2 separate regions of the Gossypium hirsutum genome follow, and region 2 is linked to region 1. Evidence: chromatin contacts called from public Hi-C data. All regions are on one chromosome and are shown on one strand. The core of a region is the stretch at or near the end of the contact, and the rest is flanking DNA. Distances in the headings are between cores, read along the strand shown. Region 1 holds the start of LOC107958668 (aminopeptidase P2). Region 2 holds the start of LOC107927197 (psbP domain-containing protein 7, chloroplastic).

What was found. Hi-C and Micro-C count contacts between places; a contact is called where the count stands out from the background.
Region 2: a contact with region 1 is called in a Hi-C map of hypocotyl, with 2.0 times the contacts expected there. The contact joins the promoter of LOC107927197 here to the promoter of LOC107958668 in region 1. A contact is called at or near these places in 4 of 34 Hi-C or Micro-C datasets (hypocotyl, leaf and petal).

The regions. Positions count from the first base shown.
Region 1 is chrD11:61,119,970-61,124,766 of Gossypium_hirsutum_v2.1, forward strand. It overlaps LOC107958668 (aminopeptidase P2), which reads right to left and starts at 2,924. Exons shown (of 12, transcript XM_016894499.2): 1 at 2,371-2,924; 2 at 1,877-2,002; 3 at 1,639-1,758; 4 at 1,247-1,522; 5 at 911-1,083; 6 at 457-711; 7 at 30-181. The coding sequence starts at 2,703.
Region 2 is chrD11:61,375,003-61,379,799 of Gossypium_hirsutum_v2.1, forward strand. LOC107927197 (psbP domain-containing protein 7, chloroplastic) reads left to right here and starts at 2,574. Exons shown (of 3, transcript XM_016858229.2): 1 at 2,574-3,120; 2 at 3,232-3,451; 3 at 4,204-4,596. The coding sequence starts at 2,814. The coding sequence ends at 4,510. It overlaps LOC107927300 (zinc finger protein GAI-ASSOCIATED FACTOR 1), which reads left to right. Exons shown (of 3, transcript XM_016858363.2): 3 at 1-896. The coding sequence ends at 694.

The DNA.
Region 1 (4,797 bases), core at 1,674-4,173:
GGGGATCAAGAAGTCAGAAATTAATATACCGCTTATTGTATCAAAGCTCGTATCTAGGAAACCATCTTGCTTCGAACGGAATTCTAGAAGTTTGTCTGCAAGGTCTACCTCCGTAAGTTTCATGTTCTTATGAATTTCCTCTTCCAGCCAGCACCAGAACTGTGCCAAAGCAGCTGCATCCCTGCATTTATATTATGATATTATTTATCACCATAATCATAATTCATTAAGTTTTTTCTCTAAATATTATTTTCTAGCAGACAATTGCTTTTAGCTACGCTGAAATAGGAAGTTTCACAAAGAAGGGCTATGGTATGTTTGCATGTCCACCGACAACGGTAAAAACAAGAGTTGCAAAAACATAAATGCTGCTTAAAAGGAATAACCTACAAAAGCAATGTGTCAACAAAGGCCTGTAGCCCATTCTTATTACTATTACATGGAGAAATCAGATACCTCAAGTGAGAATTCTGCATCCCTTCTAACTCGGACGGATTTTTCAATGCCTTGGCCAAGGAGACTGGGGATTGCATATAAACTCCAGAAGGACCAACAGGGAGACTGTCGGATTCAAAATATTGCTTATTCTTTGTTTTGCCTCTACTCCCACGGTTCATAAGATATTTATCGCAAGCAGCCTTATAGGTCTCCACAATAGCAGCATTAACTGATGATGTATCTAACCAAAGGTGAGCCCCCTCCGCCGCCAATCTGAAAAAAGTTATTTCAAAAGTAAGTTCAGATGAGCACATCCAGGGAAAATCAGCTAAGACTATATCTAAATGACAATGCATGAGATCTTTTGAAAATCTGGTCCAATGAAAGATGCTACTTCATGATAGCATGAAAAAACATGCCCGATTCAAAGCATATTGTTCCTAGTATAAAAATAACTGTGCCCCAAACGAACCTCCTTATTTCAGAAAGGATGGAATCATATGGCCTTAGTTCTACACCTGCTTTTTTCAAATGATACATCACCTCTGACGTGACTTTAGAATCATCTACAAATAACTTTGCCGCATCGATCTCAACAATCAAGTATGCATACATAACAGGTGAATGTGGGACATCACTTCCTCTCTGCAAAACAAGATGTGGGACATGCATAAATACTGCTTTTAGCAAGTTGAACGATCAGATTTCTTGCAAAGTAACCAACATTAAACAAATCTTGAAAAAACAATATTGACCAACATTTTTATTTCTAGGAAAATAACAAGTAACTAAGTGCTAGTATCAATACCAAGTTCAGCAACCAGGCAACTTCATCAAGCATGGATATAACAATTGCAGATGAACCAGCCGCAACTAGTTCGGCCCTGAGGGAAGATAATTTGGACACCACGTCTATACCGGCATATTTCAGATCATGAACTCTAATTGGCTTGTTTGGGGGTTTCGGTCTTGATTCCTTCCATATTTCATCCACAAGATTTAAATCGTACAAGTAAACCAACTCAAGGTTCTTCTTAGATATAACCTCCTTCAATTCTTCTGCAGCATCATAAGAAAAAAGAAACTGCTCCCTTCAAATTATCAGATATCATCCCAAAGAGCTAAGCATAAGTAGAGGGTATACCGAGTGCAAATTGTACGCTAGATGCACCCGTTTAGGAGGTTGAAAAGATTGCTCACAGGATCAATTCCGACTCGTCCACCAGGAGCCAAAACATCAGTAAGCCATTCACTAGCTTGTGGGACTCCAAAATTACCGGCACGCATGAGTTTCCAGCTTGAATTTAATTGCTTCTCAGCCTAAATGGTCATAGTCAAAGAAGAACTACTGTCAACAAGCACTTATACCATATTGCACCAAACTCGATAGAAGTAGAACTCCATTAAAATGACTATAAAGATTGTCAACAAATAAAACCTGCAGAAAATAGCGACCATCGGTCCATAAAGCTGCTTTATCCTTTGTAACAATAGCAGTCCCTGCGCTGCCAGAAAAGCCTGATATATAAGCTCTTCTCATGTAGCATTCAGCAATGAACTCACTCTGGAAGCCATGCCAAAAATGTTAGAACTTGGATGCTCTACTAACATAAATTTTTAGTCCCACTTACAGAAGCTCTTCTGCATAAAATAAACTTGAAAATAATCATTGAATCAACCAAAACGTAGTAGAATTCCAGGACCAACAGGCAAAAAAACATAGAAAAGTACATCAAAATGTTATCTTTTTTCAATTACAAACATGCAAGGACCAACATACATGACGAGATCTGAGACACTTCATATAATTTATATCAATTTATCATCATAATTCTCAGATAACATCTCACCTGTATTTTTTTTCCCTAAACAATAAAAAATTATGTCTTTTTGAGCAACTAAAAAGTATATTAAAAAGAAAAAGAATTGAACCTGATGAGCATCCTGAGAAGGGATGATATAAGCATCAATACCAATTCCAGGCTTGGTAAAAAGCTGTCGAAGGGCAACAACCTTTTCATCTGGTTCTTGAACAGCAGCACGGTTCCTACGAAGCTCCCATGAAGGCTTGGCGGTTACAGAGCCTGAACCACAACATCTTATGCTAAAAAATGGAGGACCCTTTTGTGATTTCTTATAAATTGTGGGGTTGTTTTTGAATTTGTGGAAAATGGGGATTGAAAAGGAGAAGAAAGGGAAACGAGAAGAGCAAAGAGATGGATTAAGGCATAGAGGACGCATCGCATGTGATGGTAGGGTATGCATAGCTGATAATAGCAGCCAAATTCCAATATAAACAAGGAAAAAAAAAAGATAGCTTCCTTTTTTTTTTCTTCAGACAGAGAAGATAAGGTATTTTAAGGTTTCTGAAAGAAGATAAAGCAGCAGAAGAAATTATGGAAGTTGGTTGAAAACTGTGTCGTATAAGGAAGGAAGACAAAAAAGGTTGCTTTGGAAGTGGGCACTGTTTTTTACTGAAATACTAACCAGCAGGCAACAAGTAACAACCAACAACAAGACACTTTAACAGTGTCTGTTTCGAAAAGGAAAAAGCTTTTTCAGAGTATAAAAACTAGATTGCTGAAACGTTGTCGTTAAGGACTAAAGACAATCATCACGATTCTAAAAGAAATTTGCCAATGGATTAGACTAAATTACCAATAGATGTAAAAAAAAAAAGTGAATAGGCTGTTTGGTGGAAAAATTAGGGGTCTAGGTAAAAATTTGAAAAACGCTTCCAATTAAGAGTATTTTTTATAAAGTCACCTGAAAATGATTAAACTTAAACAATTACTTTTTCAACGACTATTTAATTAGCTGTTGAACTCCCCAACGGTCTGTTTAAATCCTTTCCCTCTCAAGTGGTCACAATTTTTTTCCTATAACCTCCCCCATTTCATTTTTCTTATAATTCAATCTCAATTCTCTCTCACATTCTCAATTCTCTCTCAAATTGCTCTTAATATCCTCTTAAATTCACTCAATTTTTTTTGCTCTCTCAATTTTATTTCTTTTTTATTTAAATTATCTTAATATTTTTGTAAATTATTTTTTCTACTTCAAATTATTTGGGTTTTTTTTTAAATTATCAATGGCAAATTCTCTAATCCTTCAAGATGAGAACCACATTTCTGTCGATTAATTGCAAATGATAAGAATCACTACAACAAAACAGGCCTACCGCGATACTTTTTTATTATTATTTAGGACAATGGAAAAAAGGTTGGCATAGGTCATCCCGACAATTCTCCCAACACTTCCAAAAACATTATTTTTAGCACCATTGGCATAGGTGCCCCGACGCTTTAATTTTGTTTAATTTTTTTATATTTCTTATTATATTTTAATGTTGTTTAATTTATATATTTTCTTGCTATATTTGAATTTAATATTTTATATAATTTTTCTTTAAATAGGCAGAAAATCAAATATTGGAGACCAATATTCATAATCTATCTACTCCGCCATCACCCTTGATTGAACACTACTTGAGATATGCCAATTTTCGCACGTGGCCATTGTAGGTAAGGGGTGTAAGTTGGACTCGACACTTGTAAGCGCAATGGTGGAAAGGTGGAGACCTGAGACGCACACATTCCATCTTCCATGCGGTGAGTACACTATCACTCTGAAGGACGTGTAGTTACAACTCGAGTTACCAGTGGATGGGTCAGTAGTGATTGGGATTGTTCACATAGCTGATTGGAAAGAGATATGCGATGACTTTTTGAGGAGGGTTCCGGAGACAATTTTTGGAGGCCGAATAGAAATGGCTTGGTTAAGAAGAAATTTCGGTAAGCTCGATGAGGATTCAATTGAAGTCAAAAGAGAACAACATGGTTGAGCTTACATTCTTTTGCTTATTGGGGGTATCCTAATGCCAAATAAGTCATGAAATCTCGTCCATCTAAAGTGGCTGCTAAAACTCATCAACTTTAGATAAGCGGGCGAACTCAGTTGAGGGTTCGTCGTGTTGGCGACTTTGAATCAGGAGATGTGTCAGGCGACACAAATAAAAAAAATTAAAATTAGTGATTACATGCTACTACTGCAGTCATGGGCATGGTATCGGCTGCCATTTTTACGTCCTCAAACAAACTACCTTTACACTTTCCTACTCGTAACAAGGTAAAATTCATTAGATAATCTATTTACCATAATAAAATTATTTAAAATTTAAACTATTCTGCTGACAAATTATTTCAATAGGTGGAACCATTGGCTGAGTTACGCGAGACTACCGAAGGAGCTTTGAGATATACAGCTTCTGTTAGACCAACAATCTGAAAGTGGAGGTAAGTATTTTTTTAAAATTTGAATTATATAATATCAATGTATTTGATTTCAAATTTAATAGTA
Region 2 (4,797 bases), core at 1,324-3,823, 250 kb after region 1:
AACAAAAGTCACCACTGTTCCTAATCCTTCCTCGACCTCTTGCTTGCAGCTGAACGGGAATTCATCGACGTTATTCGAAGGAAACGGTGGCCACCTTTTTTCTGGGTCAGCCTCCATGTCTGCCACTGCATTGTTACAGAAAGCAGCTCAAATGGGTGCAACTGCTAGCACGGGTAGTCTCAACTCTCCCTTGATGGGGAAAAGCTATACCACCACAAGTACCATGGCGCCACCATCGTTTGTTTCAATGCAAACCCATGATAATAATAACAATAATAATCAAACACAAACACTAGGAGGGGCTGATAGTACTGGTTTTACCAGCCAGTCAGATTTTTTCAATGCAAATGGAGGGGTTGATCAAAGCTCAAGTGTTAACAACATGGGTGTGATGTTTTCAGGGATTTTCGAGCAAAACAATGCGTTTTTTAAGAGTGTAGAGAGCAGCACCCCAAGAACTACCGGTTTATCAGGTTTCAGTGCTGATACAATGACTGTGGATTTCTTGGGGATTGGGGGATCAAGACCAAGGAATCTACTGGAGAAACAGCATCATCATCATCATCATCATCATCATCCTCATCAACCGCAGCAAGATTTGGAGCAGTTTGGGGCAATTGGGCAAGCTAGACTGCAAGGCTTGAGCCATTTTCAACAACGTGCAGTGTTGGAGAAACCAATGTGGAAAGTTTAAAAAAAATTTAATAATAAAAAATAAAGTAGCTAGCTTAGCTATATCTCCAATTAGAACTCTCCTTTGCCTGTAACTTCTTTCATCATTTTTCTCTTCTTTTTTCACTCTTTCTTTTGAAGTATATTAAGATAAATCTAAATGTTCTTGCTAAAGAGCAAGATTATTGAGCACTTTGAATAAAATTCAAGCAATTTAGGCCAAATTATATATTCATATTTATGCACCAATAATGCAAACAGTGAAGGCAGGTCTATTAGAAGGGTTTTGAAAAAATATTAAGTTTAAAAATGAGCTTAGAAAAAAAATTAAGTACACTTCAAATATTAGCTCAGTTCGATTTTCAATATTCAAAGGTTGATCTTAGTTTAATCTCACCTATTTTTAAATTTATAATTTGTTGGTTATCTTTTTTTTATGTATTATGTAATATATATAGTATAAAAATTCAATATATTATACTATCAGAAATTTTAATAAAATAGAAAATATATAATGGTTATAAAAGAAATATTTATATATAAAATCACTAAATATTAAGTAAAAATAATATATTTTAAAAATTAAAAAATATTATGTACGAGTCTAAATGAGTTTGAGTTAGTCATTTATAAATATGGACTAACTTGAACAATTTTTGAGGTCATATTTTGAGTAAAACCGTATTTAACAAACTATGTATACGGTTGATATCATACATAAACCTAGCCTGATTTGATTCATGAATATCACAAAATTTTAAGCATGATGTCAAATTTAGCCCTTTGGTTACATTTTTTTTTCAATTTAGCCCTTATACTTTTTTAGCTAAATTTGACCCTCAACCTTTTAAAATGGATCAAATTTGACCATCAAGCTTTCAGAAAGAGTCAAATGGTCGGCTTTTTAATAGAAACTCTGACTGAAACATTAACTTTTTAAACAGGACAACCTACATGACAATCCACATGTACTCCATGTTATTTTTTAAAATTTTTATGAACTTTTTATATGCTTTTTGAATTTTTTAAATTTTGAATATTTGATAATTTTTAAATTATGTGGTGACATGGCATATAAGACAAAAAGTGTCAATGTTAGCATGAAATATACGTGAACTATCACGCGAGTTGTCACGTCAACATCGTTAAAATATTAATGTTTTAATCAGCATTTCTTTTAAAAAAAACTATTTGAATCTTTTTAAAAGTTAAATGGTCAAATTTAGTTCAAAAAAAGAATAAAGGCCAAATTGATAAAATATATATATATAAATATTGAAGGCTAAATTTGATAATATGCTATTTTTTTTATCAAGAACTCCTTTAATTGAGTGTATTAAGTAGACATAGTATTTTTTTAGAACCAAGGCATCTTTCGGCTCATAGAAATTATTTTTTTTAGGTTAATTATTCTTCGTAACAATGTCATCTTTAAAGTTTTAAACTCGAGGGTTTCCTTTTGAAGGTGCAATGTAAATGCGGTTTTCAAAGTTTTGAACCCGAAGTTATTTTTAAAGTGAAATGTAAATTATGTAAGGCCACTTTTTAATAAATTTTTTAATTAACTCATATGAGCGTAAAATTTAATTAATTACTGCATGCAAGCGGCAGATCTGAAGAGTTAAAAATTCATCATTTTCATGCATGATTTGCATTACCTTTCCCTTAGATATCGGCCCAAAAGAAAAAAGATAAAAAGTTTTTTTTACATTTTTATAATCATTGCTACAACTTTTTAACCCTTTTATCAAGTGCACGAGCAAGCAAAAGAGGAACCAAGCATGCCTGTTTAGTACCCATCAAGCCCAAATATCAAAATATTAAACCTAAAAGCAAAAAGGATCAAAATAGGCCCAAATTTAAATAAATAAATAAATAACAGTGGCCTTATTGTAGATTTTGTGGCTATGAACAACTAAACAAACCAAATAAAACGATAGCCACAAAAACTAGATAAGCATTATCAACATTTGCTTGGGAAAACCTATCAACTTGAACAAAACCCAACATTTGGTGCATGATTTGCATTAAGAAACCAGTAAAAATCCCATTTAATTACTCAATCTAAACTATCCAGACATTAATATTTAATACTTTAATTTGTATTGTATGCATCCCAATTGGACCCTCAAAAGTGCAAAATGGCATTGCAGCAGTATTTTCAGGCTTGTAAATACGTCTCCCGAAACAAAGTTTACATGACACAATCATCCAACAATAGGCAAGGAAAGTCCCCGGCGGAGGAATTCGCACCGCTAGCCACCACATTCAGGCGGCGCTTGCTTGCCGGAGTCGGTTCAGCTTCCCTTGTAGCTGTTGGTGCAAATTTTGGTGGCTTAACAAGTTTCCTCCTGGGGTTGGTACCTGAGAGTGGTCGGAGTTTGAAGCTGGACGTGCTTTATCCAATAGAAGGATACAGTCGTCGGATTGAAAACAATGAAGGATTTGGTTAGTAAGTTCTATATAACCTGACTTGTTCCTCAAGTAACTTCGATTTCATTCATGGGATTAATTCGTTAAGTTGGATGTTGTTTTTGTGTTGAGATTTTTGAAATGCAGAGTTCACATATCCGGCGAGTTGGGTTGGTGATCAAAGGTTGCTATATAGAGCAGCTGAGAGATTAGAGAGATCACTTGATCCACTGCCTACCAATAGTCCAAAATCCGGTAACCGTCCCCGGAAGAATGTGAACGAACCAATCGTTGCATATGGTCCGCCTGGTTCAAGCGGGGAGCTGAATGTTAGTGTCATTGTTTCACCAGTTCCCCTAGACTTCTCGTGAGTGCTACTATAATATCACTTCTATATTAATGCATACCTACCAATTAGCTAGGTTGGCTTTGTTTTAAATTGGGATGCTAGGTTGGGTTTGTTTTAGATTGGGCGAATATGGGTTTAAGTTTATTTCAGTTTTGAAATCCTAGAGTTATTTTGAGTTATTTCAGATTTGGATTATTTAATCAAGTTATTTAGGTTGGGTTATTTCAAGTTTTGTCATTTTAAGTTTGATCATTCTAGATTTAGGTGATTTTAATTTGAATAATTTCGAATTCGTGTTAATTTAGATTCAAGTCATTTAAGTTTGTCATTTAAATTTTTTGAGGTGGGTCATTTCAGGGTTTGATTTATTCCGAGTTTGATTATTTTGGGTTTAGGTAATTTTGGTTCGCGTTATTTTAAGTTTGGGTTTATTTGAATTCGGGTCATTCAAGTTGACAAATGGCATTTTCAAGTTGGGTCCTTTCAAATTTGGATATTTTCTTTATCTTTTTGAGTTCAAATCTTTTGATATTTTTGGGTTTGGATATCATTTCTAATTCAAATTATTTTAAGATTGTATTATTAACTTTTTATAACTAAATTAGATTAGACTGAGTTTGAATTGGGCAGGTAGGGGTCTTGCTAATTATTTCAATTAAATTTTTAGATTTCATCCAAGACCATTCCAAGTGAATGTGACCCTCTTAACAGATTTTTAGATTTTTAGATTTACTACAATTTACATCTTGTTTTTCTTCTTTGTTTCGTAGAATTGAAACATTTGGAGGGCCAAAAGAGGTGGGTGAAGCGGTGGTTAAAACGATAACTGGGCAACGCTCTGATGTGAAAGGAACATTGATAGAATCAACAATGAGAGAAGATCCTAAGATGAAAGTGAAGTATTATAAGCTGGAATTCAAGGTTGAAAGTCCTTCATTCAAGCGTCATAATGTTGCCGTTTGTTGTGCTCGTGGAGGTAGGCTATTCACCCTAAATGCACAAGCGGCAGAATCGGCATGGCCGGAGTTGAAGTCGGCATTCTATAGAATTGCTAACTCCTTTAATCTCACCTCTTGACATGGAGTTTCAATTTAGCTTGTATGTCTTCCTAACAAAGATTTTCAGGGATGAATCCAAAAAACAAAAATTTAATAGGGTCGAAATTTAATTATATTTTTTTCATAGATTAAAATATAAGTTTATTGTATATTAATTTATAATTTTATCATTTTTAAATGGGCTAAACAGAAATTTTTTCACTTTTAGGAGGCTAAAGTGAAATCTTACTATATATTAATTTATAATTTCTTTATTTATAGGAGGATTGAATTAGAAAATTTTTATTTTGGGGAATCAAAGTGCAA